6 separate regions of the Mus musculus genome follow, and regions 2, 3, 4, 5 and 6 are each linked to region 1. The links are chromatin contacts, called in public Hi-C, HiCAR-type, HiChIP or PLAC-seq and promoter capture Hi-C maps. All regions are on one chromosome and are shown on one strand. Each heading gives the region's core, a stretch centred on a gene start, on an enhancer-like site or on the middle of the called end of the contact. The rest is flanking DNA. Distances are from core to core; before and after follow the strand shown. Region 1 holds the start of Tcea1 (transcription elongation factor A (SII) 1). Region 2 has its middle 48 kb from the start of Alkal1. Region 3 has its middle 64 kb from the start of 4732440D04Rik. Region 4 overlaps Rb1cc1 (RB1-inducible coiled-coil 1). Region 5 holds the start of Rb1cc1 (RB1-inducible coiled-coil 1). Region 6 holds the start of Npbwr1 (neuropeptides B/W receptor 1).

What was found. Promoter capture Hi-C pulls out the DNA fragments that hold promoters and counts their contacts. A called contact is a pair of places that touch in the nucleus more often than the background predicts. HiCAR-type assays count read pairs that join an accessible place to other places. HiChIP or PLAC-seq counts read pairs in DNA pulled down with a chosen protein or histone mark.
Region 2: a Hi-C map of B cells shows a contact between it and region 1, with 6 read pairs. The contact joins the enhancer-like site here to the promoter of Tcea1 in region 1. A contact is called at or near these places in 1 of 39 promoter capture datasets (pre-B cells), 1 of 484 Hi-C or Micro-C datasets (B cells) and 1 of 115 datasets of contacts at active chromatin or transcription factors (astrocytes).
Region 3: an H3K27ac HiChIP or PLAC-seq map of the NIH/3T3 cell line shows a contact between it and region 1, with 12 times the contacts expected there. The contact joins the enhancer-like site here to the promoter of Tcea1 in region 1. A contact is called at or near these places in 4 of 39 promoter capture datasets (the 3T3-L1 cell line, cranial neural crest and pre-B cells) and 2 of 115 datasets of contacts at active chromatin or transcription factors (the NIH/3T3 cell line and astrocytes).
Region 4: a contact with region 1 is called in a promoter capture Hi-C map of pre-B cells. The contact joins the enhancer-like site here to the promoter of Tcea1 in region 1. A contact is called at or near these places in 6 of 39 promoter capture datasets (the 3T3-L1 cell line, cranial neural crest, hippocampal neurons and 2 more), 3 of 115 datasets of contacts at active chromatin or transcription factors (the NIH/3T3 cell line, bone marrow-derived dendritic cells and large pre-B cells) and 1 of 9 other capture datasets (pancreatic islet).
Region 5: a HiCAR-type map of astrocytes shows a contact between it and region 1, with 9 times the contacts expected there. The contact joins the promoter of Rb1cc1 here to the promoter of Tcea1 in region 1. A contact is called at or near these places in 14 of 39 promoter capture datasets (the 3T3-L1 cell line, 3T3-L1-derived adipocytes, the C10 cell line and 11 more), 8 of 484 Hi-C or Micro-C datasets (CD4 T cells, cardiomyocytes, cerebral cortex and 5 more), 18 of 115 datasets of contacts at active chromatin or transcription factors (the 230-238 cell line, astrocytes, bone marrow-derived dendritic cells and 12 more) and 3 of 9 other capture datasets (adipose tissue, embryonic stem cells and liver).
Region 6: a contact with region 1 is called in a promoter capture Hi-C map of hippocampal neurons, with 28 times the contacts expected there. The contact joins the promoter of Npbwr1 here to the promoter of Tcea1 in region 1. A contact is called at or near these places in 6 of 39 promoter capture datasets (the 3T3-L1 cell line, cranial neural crest, embryonic stem cells and 2 more), 1 of 484 Hi-C or Micro-C datasets (cortical neurons) and 7 of 115 datasets of contacts at active chromatin or transcription factors (astrocytes, embryonic stem cells, forebrain and 1 more).

The regions. Positions count from the first base shown.
Region 1 is chr1:4,856,352-4,859,011 of GRCm38.p6, forward strand. It overlaps Tcea1 (transcription elongation factor A (SII) 1), which reads left to right and starts at 1,343. Exons shown (of 10, transcript NM_011541.4): 1 at 1,343-1,625. The coding sequence starts at 1,563.
Region 2 is chr1:6,405,634-6,408,293 of GRCm38.p6, forward strand. No RefSeq gene overlaps it. Among named protein-coding and RNA genes, the nearest start is that of Alkal1, 48 kb to the left of the region's middle. Within about 2 kb of position 1,293, at least 58 of the 459 cell types and tissues checked have an H3K27ac peak or open chromatin away from gene starts, as enhancers often do. A contact at or near this core is called in B cells and pre-B cells, where this site is marked.
Region 3 is chr1:6,279,035-6,281,694 of GRCm38.p6, forward strand. No RefSeq gene overlaps it. Among named protein-coding and RNA genes, the nearest start is that of 4732440D04Rik, 64 kb to the left of the region's middle. Within about 2 kb of position 1,332, at least 51 of the 459 cell types and tissues checked have an H3K27ac peak or open chromatin away from gene starts, as enhancers often do. A contact at or near this core is called in the NIH/3T3 cell line, where this site is marked.
Region 4 is chr1:6,261,768-6,264,427 of GRCm38.p6, forward strand. It overlaps Rb1cc1 (RB1-inducible coiled-coil 1), which reads left to right. Exons shown (of 24, transcript NM_009826.4): 17 at 1,067-1,175; 18 at 1,257-1,497. Among named protein-coding and RNA genes, the nearest start is that of 4732440D04Rik, 46 kb to the left of the region's middle. Within about 2 kb of position 1,349, at least 12 of the 459 cell types and tissues checked have an H3K27ac peak or open chromatin away from gene starts, as enhancers often do. A contact at or near this core is called in pre-B cells, where this site is marked.
Region 5 is chr1:6,213,348-6,216,007 of GRCm38.p6, forward strand. Rb1cc1 (RB1-inducible coiled-coil 1) reads left to right here and starts at 1,315. Exons shown (of 24, transcript NM_009826.4): 1 at 1,315-1,610. It overlaps 4732440D04Rik (a long non-coding RNA gene), which reads right to left. Exons shown (of 2, transcript XR_001778783.2): 2 at 1-2,053.
Region 6 is chr1:5,916,032-5,918,691 of GRCm38.p6, forward strand. It overlaps Npbwr1 (neuropeptides B/W receptor 1), which reads right to left and starts at 1,367. Exons shown (of 1, transcript NM_010342.1): 1 at 1-1,367. The coding sequence starts at 1,262. The coding sequence ends at 273.

The sequences.
Region 1 (2,660 bases), core at 93-2,592:
AACTTAACTTGAGGCTGGGGAGATGGCTAAGTGGACAGGAGTACTTGTTTTCCAAGCATGAGTGCCTGGGGTTCTGAGATGGAATTCCCAGCACCTGCAGAAAAAAGCTGGGCATAGATGTGCATTCCTGCAACCACAATGCTTGGGAGTCTAAGAGAGGCCGATTGGGGAATTTGCTGGCCAGTCAGCCTAGCTGACTTCAAACTTCTAATTCAGGGAGAGACCCTGTCTCAAGGCAGTGGAGACCAGATAGATATCTTGAACCATAAAGGGCTTTATCTTAGTATAGAGAGAATCTTAAGTGGTAAATTTTGGTTAATGGTAATTAACTTTGAAATGCTGTTATGCATAGTGTGAATTGGTAGTAAATGGTTTAACTGGACACAGACCCACTTTCTCATCTGCAAATGAGAAAATGTTGTCCCCTCTTTTTTTTTTTTTTTTTTTTTTTTTTCCGGTTTTTCGAGACAGGGTTTCTCTGTGTAGCTCTGGCTGTCCTGGAACTCACTTTGTAGACCAGACTGGCCTCGAACTCAGAAATCCGCCTGCCTCTGCCTCCCAAGTGCTGAGATCAAAGGCGTGGGGCACCACTGCCTGGTGATTGTCTCCTCTTTATTACCTCACAAGGAAATTGAAGGAAAAGGACAAAGAAAATAAATGAAAAGCATGAGTTATGGGTGAAAAATGGTACTGAACCATTTACTTTCAATAGAAACTGATTAGTCAAAGTGGAATTCACTGTTACCCTGGGGAGCTATACTTTATTTGATCTTAAGTTTAAAGTGTGAAAATGCACATTAGTTATATGCCACGGCCTTCTATCATGCTTGGTGACAAATGTTTAATTTGACACGACATGTGTTTTAGTTAACTTTTTTCATTGGAAAGAAGATATTTTGAGTCTTAAAAGTCTGTAATGTTCATTGGCTCCTGATTTATTAACTTTCAACACATGGAACAAAGTAAAAACAATCCCAGACACTATACATGTCATTTTTTTACCGTGGCTTTTTTTAAGTCACAATTCTCAAGGCCGTCGTCTTTTTAGTCGGTTTTCATCAGCAGGCTAGATGGTTTGAATATCTGAGTCCAAGAGTGAGCCTCAGTGCTCATGCGCTTTAAGCCCTCGGCAATGCCTGTCCTGCGTCCCAGAGAACGCTCTGCCGGAGGGGTTTCGATGGAACTCGTAGCAACCTACCGCCTACTGCCTGATCCCTCTGGCGTGAAAGCCGGACTCCGTCCAACTCCAGCTCGCCAGCAACGCGAGTCCGGATAGGGCCGGAAGTTCCAGACTGCTGGGGGCGGGAATAGATTAAAAGAACAGCGCACGCCTGAGCGAGCCACTTCTACTTTCCAGTCTCCTGCGATCGATTCGTAGTGCCTGTGTGGCGCGCGCGGTGCTTGACTGGCACGGCCTAGGGGGCGGAGCGCTTATCCCTGCCGCCGCGGGCCGGGTCTGTGAGGAAGGCCTAGGCCAGCGGCTTCGCGGCTTGTCCAACGTCCGCGCAGCTTCTCTCGCTTCCCGTCCGCTGTGGCCGGGCGAGGGGAGGCCTTCCGGAGCCATGGAGGACGAGGTGGTTCGCATTGCCAAGAAGATGGACAAAATGGTGCAGAAAAAGAATGCGGTAAGCGGGCGGGCCCGGGGCAGGCCGCGGCCGAGTCCGCGACACCGGCCCACGCGGAGTCAGTCAGGGCCGGGCCGGGCCGGGCCGCGCCGCGCGCCCTCCGGGCTTTCAGGTCCGTGCTGCCCACGGCCGCAGTGAGCCCAGGACTGAAGCCCTCGACGCTGGGCTGAGAGAATGTACGGTGGCCGCCGCCGGTTACCCCAGAGCGGCTTCGCTGGGTGCCGCGGTCAGTTGCAGACGGGCCGTAAAGTGTGTTTATCCCAGCTCTGCCTTACACCCACTTGGTAATCACAAACAGAAAATACGCCGCCCCTTGGCAAGTCGGCCTGCGTGCGATGTGCCGGGCAGCCGGCTGCTGCTGCTCCGCGGGTATGGTGCTGAGGCTGCAGCGGGACGGATGACATCCTCTGTTCCTTGATTGGTCTGTGTGGATGTGTCCCTCGGTGTGTACCACTTTCCATCCCTTTGCTTCCACACTTGACCTCTCCAGCCAGCTTCACTTGAATCTCTTCTTCCAGACGCAGCAGGTTTGCATTATCAAAACACCAGAGACTTTTGCCATTTGTGAAGTAAAAGCCGTGCAGAGATGCTAAACGTTTGTGCAGTGAGTGCTTTAGAGTTACGCGCCTCTGCAGAATTCTTTTTATGAGTCAAGAAACTGAGTCAGAGCTAAAGTGCTGTCGCTTAAATACTGTGTAGTTTTGCTTGAGCTAGGAGCTCGCTGACTTTCCACTCGCTGCCAGCTTAGGATTTAGTGTTAATACCAAATAATGTAAGACTTTCAGACGCCCCCGGTTCCTCTTTCTTAAACAGGTGTGTTGACCCGCATTTAATTTCATGCCCCGTTAATCCGTATGTACGATTTTGGTCCTTTCAAATATTTCCTGTTTGTTTTCTGTTCCAGATATTAGCCTGTGTTGTTTTTCTTTCTTACTGATTGAGCTATTTCATTACTTGATGCAGGTGATGAGTTCTGGTTATATGATAGGTTAAACATTTTTTTTTTTTTTAAATTGGGAAACCTCTCTCTGGCTG
Region 2 (2,660 bases), core at 43-2,542, 1.5 Mb after region 1:
AACATTTAGCTATAACACTTATATCTATGTCTATTTCTGGAATGTTGACCAGAGAGGGTGACCAGACAGCACCTAGGTGATTTCTTCTTCTTGTTGGTTTGTCTCAATTAGATTTGAAACAAAACAAAAATAAAGTAAATAAACAAAAGACAACATCAAAGGTTTTCTGTTTTACTTATTGTTTGAGGGTTTTGGCTCTTCATCACTTAACTGTGGCTTGTGTAAGTGGCACCAAGATGTCAAACACAAGCACAAAGAACAAAGCAGACAAAAGCAAGTGTAGACAGGTCTTTAAACATCCACGTAATTCATAGCCTCAGATTGCGTTTGGAATTTGAGTTCTTTATGCACGATGGAAATGAAACAAATAGAAAATTACATGGAACAAATGATAGTTTGAATAAACACTAGATACAGCTCAGTGTGAAAGTCGATGGGTCAGAATCATTTTCTGAACCCGTGCTCCTTCCTTCTGTTGGCACATGGACCTGTTTTTCAGCAGTCCGACAAAGGAAGCCATTTGCAGAGGGAAACATTTTTGTACAGGGGATGGTCTCCAGGAAGGCAGATTTCACTTCTGTTCGGTTGTGCAGCACATTGCTGCTCCAGCTCCTGGTCCTGCTAGTCTGCATGTTGTCACTGGCCCCAGAGGGAAGGAAGACAGATGTGAGGAAACATGAAACCGCAATTACACTCTAAGAATACATTGTATGTTTTGTGTACTTTTAATGTCTTCTTTAGTTATTCATTTTTACAAAATCATTTCCCCACTGTGTATAAACTATTGCGGTAAATAAAGATCAAACAACAAACAAAACTGGGAAGTCAACTGATCACTGCGGGAATTATTTTTAATGTAGGGTCATCTTTCTTCCACACGGTGGCGCCTCGCTGTCAGACTTAAAAACACTGAAACATTGTGGCCACCAACAACTCCAGATGGGCTTCTCTGTGCTAGTAGTTTCATTTTGAAACAGAAAGTCAGTACTTAACAATCGCTATTCTGAGTACCTTTTTGCTCTCAGAAAGAAGAGCTAAGCAGATTCTGACAGGACTTAGGGAAGTCATAGCGCCATGTGCAATGGTTCAGAAACTTTAGTGTGTCAGAATCCCCTGGAAGCCCAAAGAAATAGAGACAGTAGATCACTTCCTAGTTTACAACTTGCAGCATCTGAGACCATACTCTGGGAGACTATTCTGTGACAAATTTTGAGGCCTCGGAATTATGTTCCAGTTCAAACTCAAGTTCAACTTCTGAGATGACTAAATGACCTGGAGTAGGGACATTGGTGATTAACTGAGGCTGGCACCTTCAGGTGGTTGGTATGAGGACAGCTGGAACAGACACAGGTGTCCCGGTACAATATGGGGCTTGGAAGTCTTGTTTTGTTTTATTGAAGACGTCACTTTTATTTGAAGTCAATAGCTGAATCACAAAGTACAAGAACATTCATTCAGGTAAGAAATTTCTTTTAAAACTGTAAATAAGTATTTTAAGCCAGGAGCATCACACGAAGCAGTTAGTATTCTCTGGTACTGACTCTACCCCTCCTTCTCTCTCTTTTGTTTTACCACAAAACTTTATTTTATTCCACTTTTAACATAATGAGTCTTTTTAAAGTTTCAAAACAAAAAGGCATAACTAAGTACCCTTTGTAAACATTAGAAATGAACTAAAATCTAGGTTATTCACTAAAAGTCAGGAGTCAGGCTGGGATCTTAGGTCTTAGGAGAACAAAATAAACCGAACAGCATCTAACAAACAGGGACATCTCTCTGTTTTTACAGCCCCTCTTTCCTGTGCAGCCCACCCTTATGTCTTACACCAAGCAAGGAGAGCAACTCATAAAAATCCCTAGAGCCCCCAATTAGAAGGATTCATTGTCCAACAAGGATGGTCTACATGCTATTCTTTGCCTTTTGAAGGAATTAGAAACACTCTCAGACCATTTAAAAATATTCTTATATTCTGACAAGTGGGGCTGATAGATCCATTCTAGTAGCTCCCCATCTGGCAGACCTCATACCTCAGAGGCTAAGACGGATCCTTCTCCGTAGTACTTAGTATGGTGATTTGAATGCAAACATTCCTCATAGATGCAGATGTTTGAATATTTAGTCTCCAATTGGTGAAGCTGTTTGTCATGCTTAAGAAGTGTCTTAGTCAGGGTTTCTATTCCTGTATAAACATCATGACCAAGAGGCAATTTGGGCAGCACTTGGGAGGCAGAGGCAGGCAGATTTCTGAGTTCGAGGCCAGCCTGGTCTACAGAGTGAGTTCCAGGGCAGCCAGGGCTACACAGAGAAACCCTGTCTCGAAAAACAAAAACAAAATCAGAAAAAGAAGCAAGTTGGGCAGGAAAGGGATTCAGCTTACACTTCCATACTGCTGTTCATCACCAAGGAAGTCAGGACTGGAACTCAAACAGGTCAAGAAGCAGGAGCTGATGCAGAGGCCATGGAGGGATGTTCATTACTGGCTTGCTTCCCCTGGCTTGCTCAGCCTGCTCTCTTATAGAACCAAGACTACCAGCCCTGGGATGGTCCCAGCCACAAGGGGCCTTTCCCCCTTGATCACTAATTGAGAAAATGCCTTACAGTTGGATCTCATGGCGGCATTTTCTCAACTGAAGATCCTTTCTCTGTGATGACTCCAGCTG
Region 3 (2,660 bases), core at 82-2,581, 1.4 Mb after region 1:
TATTAGAACTTCAGTATTAGATGTGTGTTGTGTAACTGATCATTTTAACACGTTGGGGCCTAAGATAACACCATTTATTTACTCATTTCACTGGGGGGATGTGTGTCAATGGGCTGGGATCGAATAGTCCATATAGCCATGTCCTCACATATTTGATTTAGGAATGCCTTGTATAGATAGCCCTTTTGATAACTGATGCTCACAAAGAGACAGCAACATCCTAGTAAGAGTGACAACATAGGTCAGAAGCTTTACCACATTCTTTGGGTCAAAATCAGACTCAACACGGAGTTAATGTCCAGGGATACTGAGAGAAAAAAGTTGGAAAATTGCAGTCCTTTTTAAAGCTACGTCTAAAATAGCTATTGTCTTTTAAGATTTAGGTTTACAGATATACATGGGCTTTTAAAAATATGCAGCTGGGGATATATCTTCATTGAATTGCTTGCCCATAGTGAGAGCTTGGGTTTGGTCCTCAGCAACACAAAAATCAAGCAGAAATCATGTGGATGCATGTGAACTAAAGCCAAGCAAAGTTGGTAATGCTTAATTTTCATAAATTTAACTGCCTTGATAATTATTTAAAAGCTAGGAAGCAAAACTTATTAATTCCTACTAACTGGTAGCTCATATGTTCCTCATACCCTTGGTACATTGTCTTTAGCCAAAAATTTTAAGTAGTACAGTTTATAATCTTTATGGGTGAGATGGAAATTCTCCCAAGCAGTTCTTAACATAGTGGTAAAGAGACAAGGCAGTCAGCTGTAAGCTATTTGGTTTACATACTTCTTGGGTGTCTCAGACTTGGCAGCCATTTAGAGTAAGCAACACCAGTTTCTTTCATTCCTATCTTAAAGCTTATTAGCAATGTCATTTCCAATGTTAAGAAAAGAGTAGCAGCCCTTAAGATCAACTCAGGTTCCTCCCTCACTTAGCTTCCAATCTAAGCAGTTGCACGCATGTGTCCTGTTAGAATGCAGCCAGGGCTGCCTTGCTATACATACCTTGCACCCCATGGCAACACTGCTTAACCATTTTACACACATCACCACTTTATGTCAGTGTGCTGTTAATCTTTGAAGTTGCGTTCAACTTTCATTTTTACCATTTTAGGAGTTTCTGGTGGATTCCATAGCCCTTGACAGTCTTTTTGTTTTGTTTTATGAATGTTGGGGGTTATTTCTGAACTCTGGTTTTGTGGCACCTTTTAAAAAAAGGCTTCTGGGAATCTGATTCCGAAATGATGTTGTAATTCTCCTTAACTGCCTTAGAACCGTCATCATCCAATTCCAGTAGAGCTGGAGAGCTCGTGTTGCTGGTGTCACTTGTAATCTCTCTGGAATTCTGCTCTGCAAGTGACTATGACCTTAACTAGCCTAGGAGATGAACACGAATGCTTATGTTCTTAACCACAACTCTTCTGAAAACGCATAGCCTGTCTCACAAGCATAAACTCCGCATTCCCAGCATTTTCTCTCATCACAAATTACAGTTTAGCTCCCTGTGCGACCTGTTTCGCTATAGCTTCTGGGTGTCTCATACTGCCTTTAAACCAGGTTGAGTTTTCTAACACGAAGCTATACTTTTCCCTTCTGCCTTCGTCCACTTAACAGCTCCCAGAAGTACCACATTCTCATGAGTGTTCCAGTTTAACCTCGGCCAAGGGGGTGAGAGCAGCTTCCTGTGAAGCTTGATATTGGTTGTTTCATCTTCTGAACACGTCCACTAAAGGGCTTGCCTTACAGTCATAAAAGCAATGCACATATATGTAAATACAGTGACATGTTCTAGAACAGTGCCCTTCTAAATAAGAACATTAAGAAATGCACTTTGCATTTGATCATGCATTTAATCATCAATCCAGCCCTAATAAGCCCACATAGGCTGGGAGTAGCAGATCCTCTTCCAGTTCTAGGTCCTGGTTTGCCAACAGACCTCCACATTAACCAGTAGTGACTAGAAACATACATACCCCTCACTGCTACAAAAGTCAGCATAGCCACTGTCTACTGAGACCATTACAATCTTACGTCATAAACTAGCTACAGTGTTTAGGCCAGAACATCAAGAGCTAGGTAGGATTTATTGACCTTTTGCAATGCAGTAACAGAATGCCTGACAGAATTCTTTTGACTCCCGTCTTCATGGTAGGAGAAACTCAGATCATAAAAGCAAGAATATGTTGGTAAAGTTGTTCATATTAAGCTGACCAAGAAACAGAGTGAAGCATGAAAGGGGCAGGGATAACATGTCCCTGAGAACTTTCCTCCAGGAACTCACCACTTTCAGCTCATTTCTACTTGACAAAGTCTACGTACAGAACTCTCCCAAAATATCTGGGCCCAAGTGTTCAAAATTTGATCCTTCAGAGGATATTTCAGGTTCAGCATGTAACATTATTGTGTATGTAATAAATTGAAAGGACATGGTTGTATTCAAGAAATAGTCATCACTTTTATCACTTTTATAGAAAGAGCTATTACAATCTACAAATATGTTTAGTTTTCTGAATACTCTCATGAGTAAGTATTCATGTATTAATTTTGTTATTTTTTTATAAATGTACACCACACTTGTAAGTAATAGGTTGCTATGAAAAATATTAATAAATTCTGTATCCCTGTTGGAAAGTAGATATTGGATGAAGCTTAAAAGTTTTT
Region 4 (2,660 bases), core at 99-2,598, 1.4 Mb after region 1:
GCCAGCCTGGTCTACAGAGTGAGTTCCAGGACAGCTCGAACTACACAGAGAAACCCTGTCTCAAAAAAAAAAAAAAAAATACAAAAAAATATTGTGATTATCTTAATCCATTCATATTACAGAAATAGCATAGTTCATGAAGATAATCAATGGTTAATGTACTTTTACATGTGCTAATTTTCTATTTGTAAACAGAAATTACCTAGTAGTAAGCTGCATTGGTAACATTCCCTCTTTTTTCTGCAAAAAAAAAAAAAAAAAAAAAGGTTTTTTTTTTTTTCAAATTCTAAGTCCCTTCAAGTATTCTTGGTAGCCTGAAACTTTTACTTTGTTCTTTGTTGTTAGATTTTTGTCTGAAACTGTCAAATGATTTTCCTGTTAAATCTGTCTGTTGCCATTTATGGATTTCTAAAAGGTTTTGGGTAAATGCTAAGCAAATTAAAGAATCATGTTAGATCATTCTCTCACGTAAGTATTTGTTATATTTTAATGAATGGATATGTTTAATGAGTATAAATGAAATGTTTAACAAATTTAATCTCCTTTGTTAATTAAAATGCAGTTAAAATTACCAGTTGTCTGTCAGATCCCTCTAGGCAATTGAATATGTGAACTTCATGCAGTGGGTGAAACCTGGGGAGTAATAAGTGTCATCGCTATGGAGGCCCCGAGGGCATTGCACATGTTCAAATAAGAGGAAGATAACCACACGCTAGTATGGTAATCAAGAGCTAGCCAAAGATCAAAGATTTCAGAGGAAAGAAAGTTTCCCAAAGAAAACGTCATGTATCCAACAGCACTCTATTAACAGCACTGTTGATCATTTAACTTCCTTCTCGAAAATGTCAGGCATTTGCCTTTCTGACAATATAAACAAGGAGAAAATTTTGTTTTCAAGTACTGAGTTCAAACAAAGAAAATAATAACCTTTACTGGAATACATACCATTTGCTTAGTCATGTGACTCCATAAATGTACCTCAGAAAAGAATACATTACAGTCTTATTTCCATAGCATTGTCTCCTAAGTGTATGCAGCTGATTGACTATTACTACTGTTGTTTCAGACCAACTTTAACACAGTCTTAACAAGAGAGAAAATGAGGAAAGAAAACATAATAAATGATCTTAGTGATAAGCTAAAAAGTACAATGCAGCAGCAAGAGCGGGATAAAGGTTAGTGTTGTCTTAATATGATTTTAAAAATACTTGGAAGTGTTTTCAGTATGTAATGTGTCTTTGCCTTTGGGGTCTTAGATTTGATAGAGTCGCTCTCTGAGGACCGAGCTCGTTTGCTTGAAGAGAAGAAGCAGCTTGAAGAGGAAGTGAGTAAACTCCGCACTAGCAGTTTTCTTTCCTCAGCACCTGTGGCTGCAGCCCCAGAGCTCTATGGTGCGTGTGCACCTGAGCTCCCAGGGGAGCCAGAGAGATCAGTCATGGAGACGGCAGATGAAGGAAGACTGGATTCCGCAATGGAGACAAGCATGATGTCTGTCCAGTAAGTAGGCTTATTTTCCATTCAGTTCACCAGAGGCTTTTATATTCAGCAGTGCTTGACACTGGTGTCATTAGTCTATAATCCTAACAGGAGGATCACAAGTTAAAGCTCTCTTTGGGTAACAATGAACTCAAAGCAATTTAGCTGAGGCTGGCTCAAAATTTAAAAAAAAAAAGTCTGTACTGCTATTCCATTAAATTATAAAATTCTAAAGAAAGGAGGTATTTTTAACTTTACTAATTGTTCTTAGCCCATATAAAAGTAATTTTAAAAGGAGTGTAGAAACATGTTAAGAGAATGTGGTAATTAAAATTCATAAATGACAGAAATTAATCCAGAGTGGAAAGTGACCTCTGGAGGGAAATAAACCCAGCTGTCTTCTATGTACAGGAGAGGCAGTTAAAACAAATCAATATAGGAAGCCCAGTATAAGGTATAAAGTATGACACGCATCTAATATCTTCAACCTGATATTGGTGGGGTAGGGGCCAGAGGCAAGCAGATCTTCAGAGCTCATTCTCCAGCTATTCTAGAAGAATTAATGAGCTCAGGGTCAGTGATAAAACTCAAAAAAGGTAGCAAGCAGTCTCAACGAAGACTCCTGATGTTGACCTGGTTTTCACACATATGTACACATCTATACAAACACATGCATAGACCACACAACCACACCAAAACAAAAATTAAAAATGACAATCAATTTTCCCAACTTTTGTTAATAACAAAAAGATGAGTTTGTACAATTGGAAATTTTAACACATCTTTATTCAGATGTATAGCTATTGATGCCTCTAAGAAGGATACATATGTATGAACACTGGTATATAAGTAGAAATTGGACTATTCTAGAGTAAACAAGGATCTAAAACCAAGTATAATCTATGTAATATTCTGAGAGAGCTATATAACCTCATATACATTTCTTTCAAAATTAATTATGGAAAACAGTGTTTACTATCTGAGAAAGTATGAATTTTATAAAAATTATCTCTAAGTAAAAACAAAGTTTTGTTTATAGTCTCAACAAGTGTCTAAGTCTGAACACAGATAATCAGCTGTTCTGATAAATATAGGCTACCTTTGAAAATTAGTACAGGCTCTTTACTCTATCTAACTTGTCGAGACTGGCCTCAAACTCAGAGATCTGCCTGCCTCTGCTTCCC
Region 5 (2,660 bases), core at 65-2,564, 1.4 Mb after region 1:
CTAGGATGAAACTCAGGTTGTCAGTTTTGGTAGTCAGTAGATCTCCTTACCCTCTGGGCCATCTCACCGGCCCTGATTTTCCTTTTTCTGTGTAGCCTTGGCTCCCTGAAGCTCATTCTGTAGAGCAGGCCTCAGCTTCTGAGAGAAGGGATTAAAGGTATGTGCACCACCCGGCCAGCTTTGATCTTCATTGTTCTAGCTAGACTGCAATATAGCTTACATTTGTTAATATACTAACAATTTTTCTTCTCTTTAGTCTTGCCAATTCACTACTTCCCCTGGTGCACAAAAATTGAGTGCTTGTTCTTTTTCCATTTTTGCTTTATTTGCTGGTGTAATGTACTAAAATTCCAGTTTAAAAAATACTCAATATGTATAACAGTGTGCATACAAGATTTTTCTGGGATATGGCAGAAGTGCAAAGTTAAAAACAAAGTGAGATAAGCAACAAGCTCCTTTCTAAACAACTCTTAAAACACAACTACTGTTTTTCCAGTGTCTATCACAATAAAGAACTGCAGATCTCAATCAGTTTAATACCCCTTATGTCTCATTTTGTCGGGAACCGCTAACTGTTGGCTTAGAGAGACCATTCCTAAACTTTTACCTCTATCAGATATTCCTGGGAATAGTAATTTAATACGTGTTTACGTCACATAATTGATGAGCCTGCTTGTAACAAACATCTTCTCATCAAACTCAAGTTTTGTAGTTTCAAGTCCTTGCCTAAGCCCGAATACAAATGTAATGTTCTCATAAGCTGACATTCTCTTCTCTAATCTTGATGCTGTTGACCTATTATCGACCTCAGTATTGTTCGGTCGTGCCGCTTACAGTACAGTCCACTTTGCTTCGGTTCCTCTTCTGGACGTGCTCTTTACTTACCTGGTCTGACTCTGGGCCGCCCCACCCTTGCAAAGATGCCAGGCATACTTTCCGAGTAGCCTGCCATTCTGGCAGTCCCGGTACGAGTGGCCCAGGTGACAGTCGGCTGATTTCGGGGCAGCAGATGAGGGCCCCAGATCTGTGCTGGTGCTCACTCGTCAGCCTCCGGTTCCCCTGTTGGGGCTGCCCCAGGTTTGGCGAGGTCGGTCTGCCGCGGCCAGAAGGTCACGCTCACCTTGGGGCCGTCCAAGGCAAGCACCGAAATACCTTCCAGGGTCAGGGAAGGACAGACAAGTTGCCAGCCAGGGACTACGCTCGCCGACCGAGCCGCGCCCGTCCGGCCAGCCCAGCGACTTCCGGATCTGCGCAGACACCTGAGTCACCCCTCCCCCGGCTGGCTGTTTCCCGGCGTGCTCTGCGGCGGAAAGGCCGAGTCGACAATAACAAACCCCACGGCGGCCGCGACCCAGCCCTGCCAAGCTCTCAGTGCCTCGGCCGGCGGACTCGGGTCCCCGCGCGGAGCCGAGGGGCCGGAGCAGCGGCTGCGCCCGACTCCCATCCTTCCGGGCCTCGCCGGGTACTCGGCGGCTGGGCGCCGACGGTTGTGTCGGTTGGCGGCGCCGCAGGGGCGGTTGATAGCCGCCGCCGAGGCCAGGGCGGCGGCAGAAGATGGTGCGGAGGGCCGCCGGCTGTGTTGCTGCCGCGGGCGGAGGAGGCGCTGCCGGGTAAGTGCCGCCCCTGCTCCCATCTGGCGGCGGGCTTGGCCCGGCCGCTCAGCACCTGACGGGTTCGCCGGAGCGTCTGGCGGCGCCGGCTCGGAGGGTCGCCGCGGCAGTCCTACGGGGACCCTGAGGCCCGCTGGCCGCTGACAGGATCGCGGGAGCGGCAGGACGCCGGTGCTCACCCGAGGCCTGAATCGCGGCCTCCGTCTCCAGGGCTCGGTGCACTGGAGTGTCGGGCTCGGGAAACCGGAGAGGGTTTGGGCCAGGGCCGGAGTGCCCTGACGGGAGGAACCTAGAGGTGATGCCTTTGTCCCGACCCCGGAGTGCAAGCATCGGTGTAAAGTTACTCCTTGGAATGACTCAGCCTCGCTCGCCCCGCAGATGGATTTGGGGTGGGGGCTTATGGGAGTACCAAAACTTGGTACAAATGACAGCTTTCGAACGTGCTGTCAGTACTTTCTCTACAGAGTGGTGGATGTGCTATGGTGACTGTTTATGGTTTCGTAATCCTGTCCCTTCCGTCATGAGTCTTTAAAATGTGATCATTCCATGAACTGGTACATAGGACTGATGCCACGGAACACTCGTGGACTCACTTATTGATAGAGTCCCTGCAAGACATTCAGTTGGGTGCGGATGTTGACAAGTCTATTATGAGCGTTAAAATTTATACATTTTGCTAACCATTTTCTGTAAAGAATTGGTGAGACTTACTTATCTGAGGGTTTGCAAAGCTAGCAAGCAGTTTAGAAGCAGCCTAAAAATGAACCAATCTGTGTTCCTAGTCAAATGTTGGTACTGTATTTCAGTAGGTGGTTTTTCTTTTTGGGGGAGGGGATCTATAAATGGACTTGTTATGTGTGAAATATTTTATTTAGTCTTATTACCAAATACAACGCAAATCATCGCTTTCCAATTAAGTTTTTGTTATGTTTTTTAGCATTTATATCTGTTTTAAACGTTAGCCAAGGCTTAGAAGGTAGCTGCTATATTCATCTCAACATTCCAGGAGGCTGAGACAGAAAGATGGCTTTAAGTTATTTGAGTTACTCA
Region 6 (2,660 bases), core at 117-2,616, 1.1 Mb after region 1:
CAAGCCCTGCCCTCAGCTGTGGGGACAAAATAGTAAGGTGCCCTGGCCCAAGCTGTCCTCAGGCATGCTACACACCAGCCTCACCTCAAGGCCGGGCAAATCCCGGATCAGTCCTGGTTAGGGCCTGTGGTATCAGTCCTGGGTAGGGCCTGTGGTACTGAATGCCTGGAATGGGCCTCAGGATTTCGGGCTGCACTTGGGAACCACAGTCCCGGAATTCTCCTGAACCCAGCTGGCAGTGCTGCCTGCGGTGGAAAGAGGTGGAAAGGGCATCAGGCTGAACGGCATGACACCAATTGCCGGAGGCTTCTGCGGAAGCTGTCGTCCAGGAAGGCATAGAGGAAAGGGTTGAGGCAGCTGTTAGCATAGCTCAGGCTGGTGATGAAGTAAGAGATGCCGATGACCAGCGGCGTTTGCGGGAGGTCGGTGGTGAGGGCCACTATGGTACTCAGGTGATAAGGCGTCCAGCAGAGGAGGCACACAGCCAGAATCGCCGCCACCAACAAGGTCACGCGCTTCTTGGCACGATCCAGGGCCTTGGCGTGGCTATCTAGCTGGATAGCACGCAGTCGGCAGAGCAGAGTGGTATAGAGAGCACAGATGGTGGTCACCGGGATGGCAAAGCCCAATACTAGTGTGTAGAGACGGCTGGCACGCCACCAGAAGGCCTCGGGCTGCGGGAAGACCAGCACGCACTGGCGCCGACCCTGCTCCTCGTCCAGCCGAGCGAATACCGCAAAGGGCAGCACGACCAGCGTCACCAGCGCCCACACCGCCAGACTGACAGCACGCGCTGCACCGTAAGTGCGCCCGGACACCCGGCGCGACTCTGCTGTGGCCAGAACCACCAGGTATCGGTCGGCGCTCATGACGGCGAGGAAGTAGAGGCTAGAGAAAGTGTTGTACTGGTCGACGGCTACAATGAGCTTGCACATGACCTCCCCGAAGGGCCAGCGCCTCAGCAGGAAGTCCGCGATGTTGATGGGCAGCACGAGGGTGAAGAGCTCATCGGCGATAGCCAGGTTGAGGATGAACACGTTGGTGACAGTCTTCATGCGCGGCGTGCGCAGCAGTACGTACAGCACCGCAGAGTTGCCAGCCAGTCCCACGGCGCAAATTACCCCGTAGACGACAGGCACTGCTACCGCCAGTGGCTGCGGCAGCGGCAGAGGAGCCAGGCTGGACCCGTTGGGACAGCCCAAAGATGAGCCGCCGCAAGACACGTTGTCCCCTCCAGACTCGAAAAGCGTTAAGTTATGCATCTTGGAGAGGGCTGGAGAGCAGGCGACCACCAGGATTCCACTCAGCAGCCCCGCGAAACTCGAGGTTTATGCGCCCACGTTTACAGGGATCTGCACCCAGGCACTGCCTGAGTGTCACAGCTTTTCTCTGGATGCGCACCGGAGGGGGCGTTCCCCGCTGCTACTAAGCTCGCTGACGCCGGGACTCCAAGGCTGGAGACAGAATTGAAAACACAGCTTACATTTCTGGAGGTATAGCTTTAAGGAGAAATGAGGTCCATAGAAAGTAGCTACAGTGTCCCAAGCTCTTCTCTCCACCTGTGGAAATCAGATTCCAGTCCACTGAATACATCAAAGTGCTATGCAGAAGCCACTTGACTCCTAGGAAACCGTAAATGCACCCAATCCCCTGTTTTAGAGCTTAAGGAATTCACACTGAGGTCACACCGGCGAATTCAGCAGAGGTGTGTTTCCGAGCACGCTAGATAATAGGACTTGCAACAGCAATCTTTATCTTACCTGGCGAGTCCCAGCAAAGATCTGAGTTTCCTGGGGAGGTCAGGGAGGAACCCACTGTCTGCTGGAGGACGCTGCAGCAGCAATGAGATGCCTGCCAGCCTAGTCTGTCTCCTGTTGTCTGCCCAGAGACTACTGCTGGACTCTCCAGGAGTTCTCCCAAGAACCTGAAGTACAGGAAGCGCGGCTCAGTCAACCTGTCACCCTTTCCCACTCCACTCCTAGAAAAATCCTCTGATCTAACAGAAAACAGCGCCCCCTTCCTCAAAAGACTTCTTTGCTGCCTTCCTGCTGTTTTAATTCAGTTCATCTGGAATTATAAAAAGCTCACCTGTCAGAAACTAAAACTAAGAATGACAAAGTTAAAAAAAATAATATCCTGTTTTTGAAGAACAGTTGGAGATGAGGTTCCCATAACATGTTTTATTTCTTTATTATATGTATCATTATTTAAATCAATGTTAAAATTAAATTTATTTTGATCGTAGTCTTCCCCTACCCCAAGTCGTCTAGATCCTCTCTCTACCCACCCAACTTTAAGCTCTTTCTCAAAACAAACAAGAACAAAACCAAACACAACAAAAACTCCCAAATCCAAGAAAATAAAATAAAGAAACACCTAAACAGAGAGAGAAAAAAACCCACTAAACTGTAATCAAATAAAACCATAAACATACAAAAGCAAAACTGTGGAGATCATTAAATGTTGATCAACTATTCTTGAACATGAGTCCTGCCCTGGAAGAGTTGATAAATCCAATATCACTGTATTGGAGAAAACTAATTCCCCCTTTTACAGCAGGTATAATTGACAATTTAGTTGTTAACCCTTCCTCTAGTGACTGGGTTTTCATTAGTGCATTCATATTCATTTTAGAAAATATAACAAAACAAAATATAAAG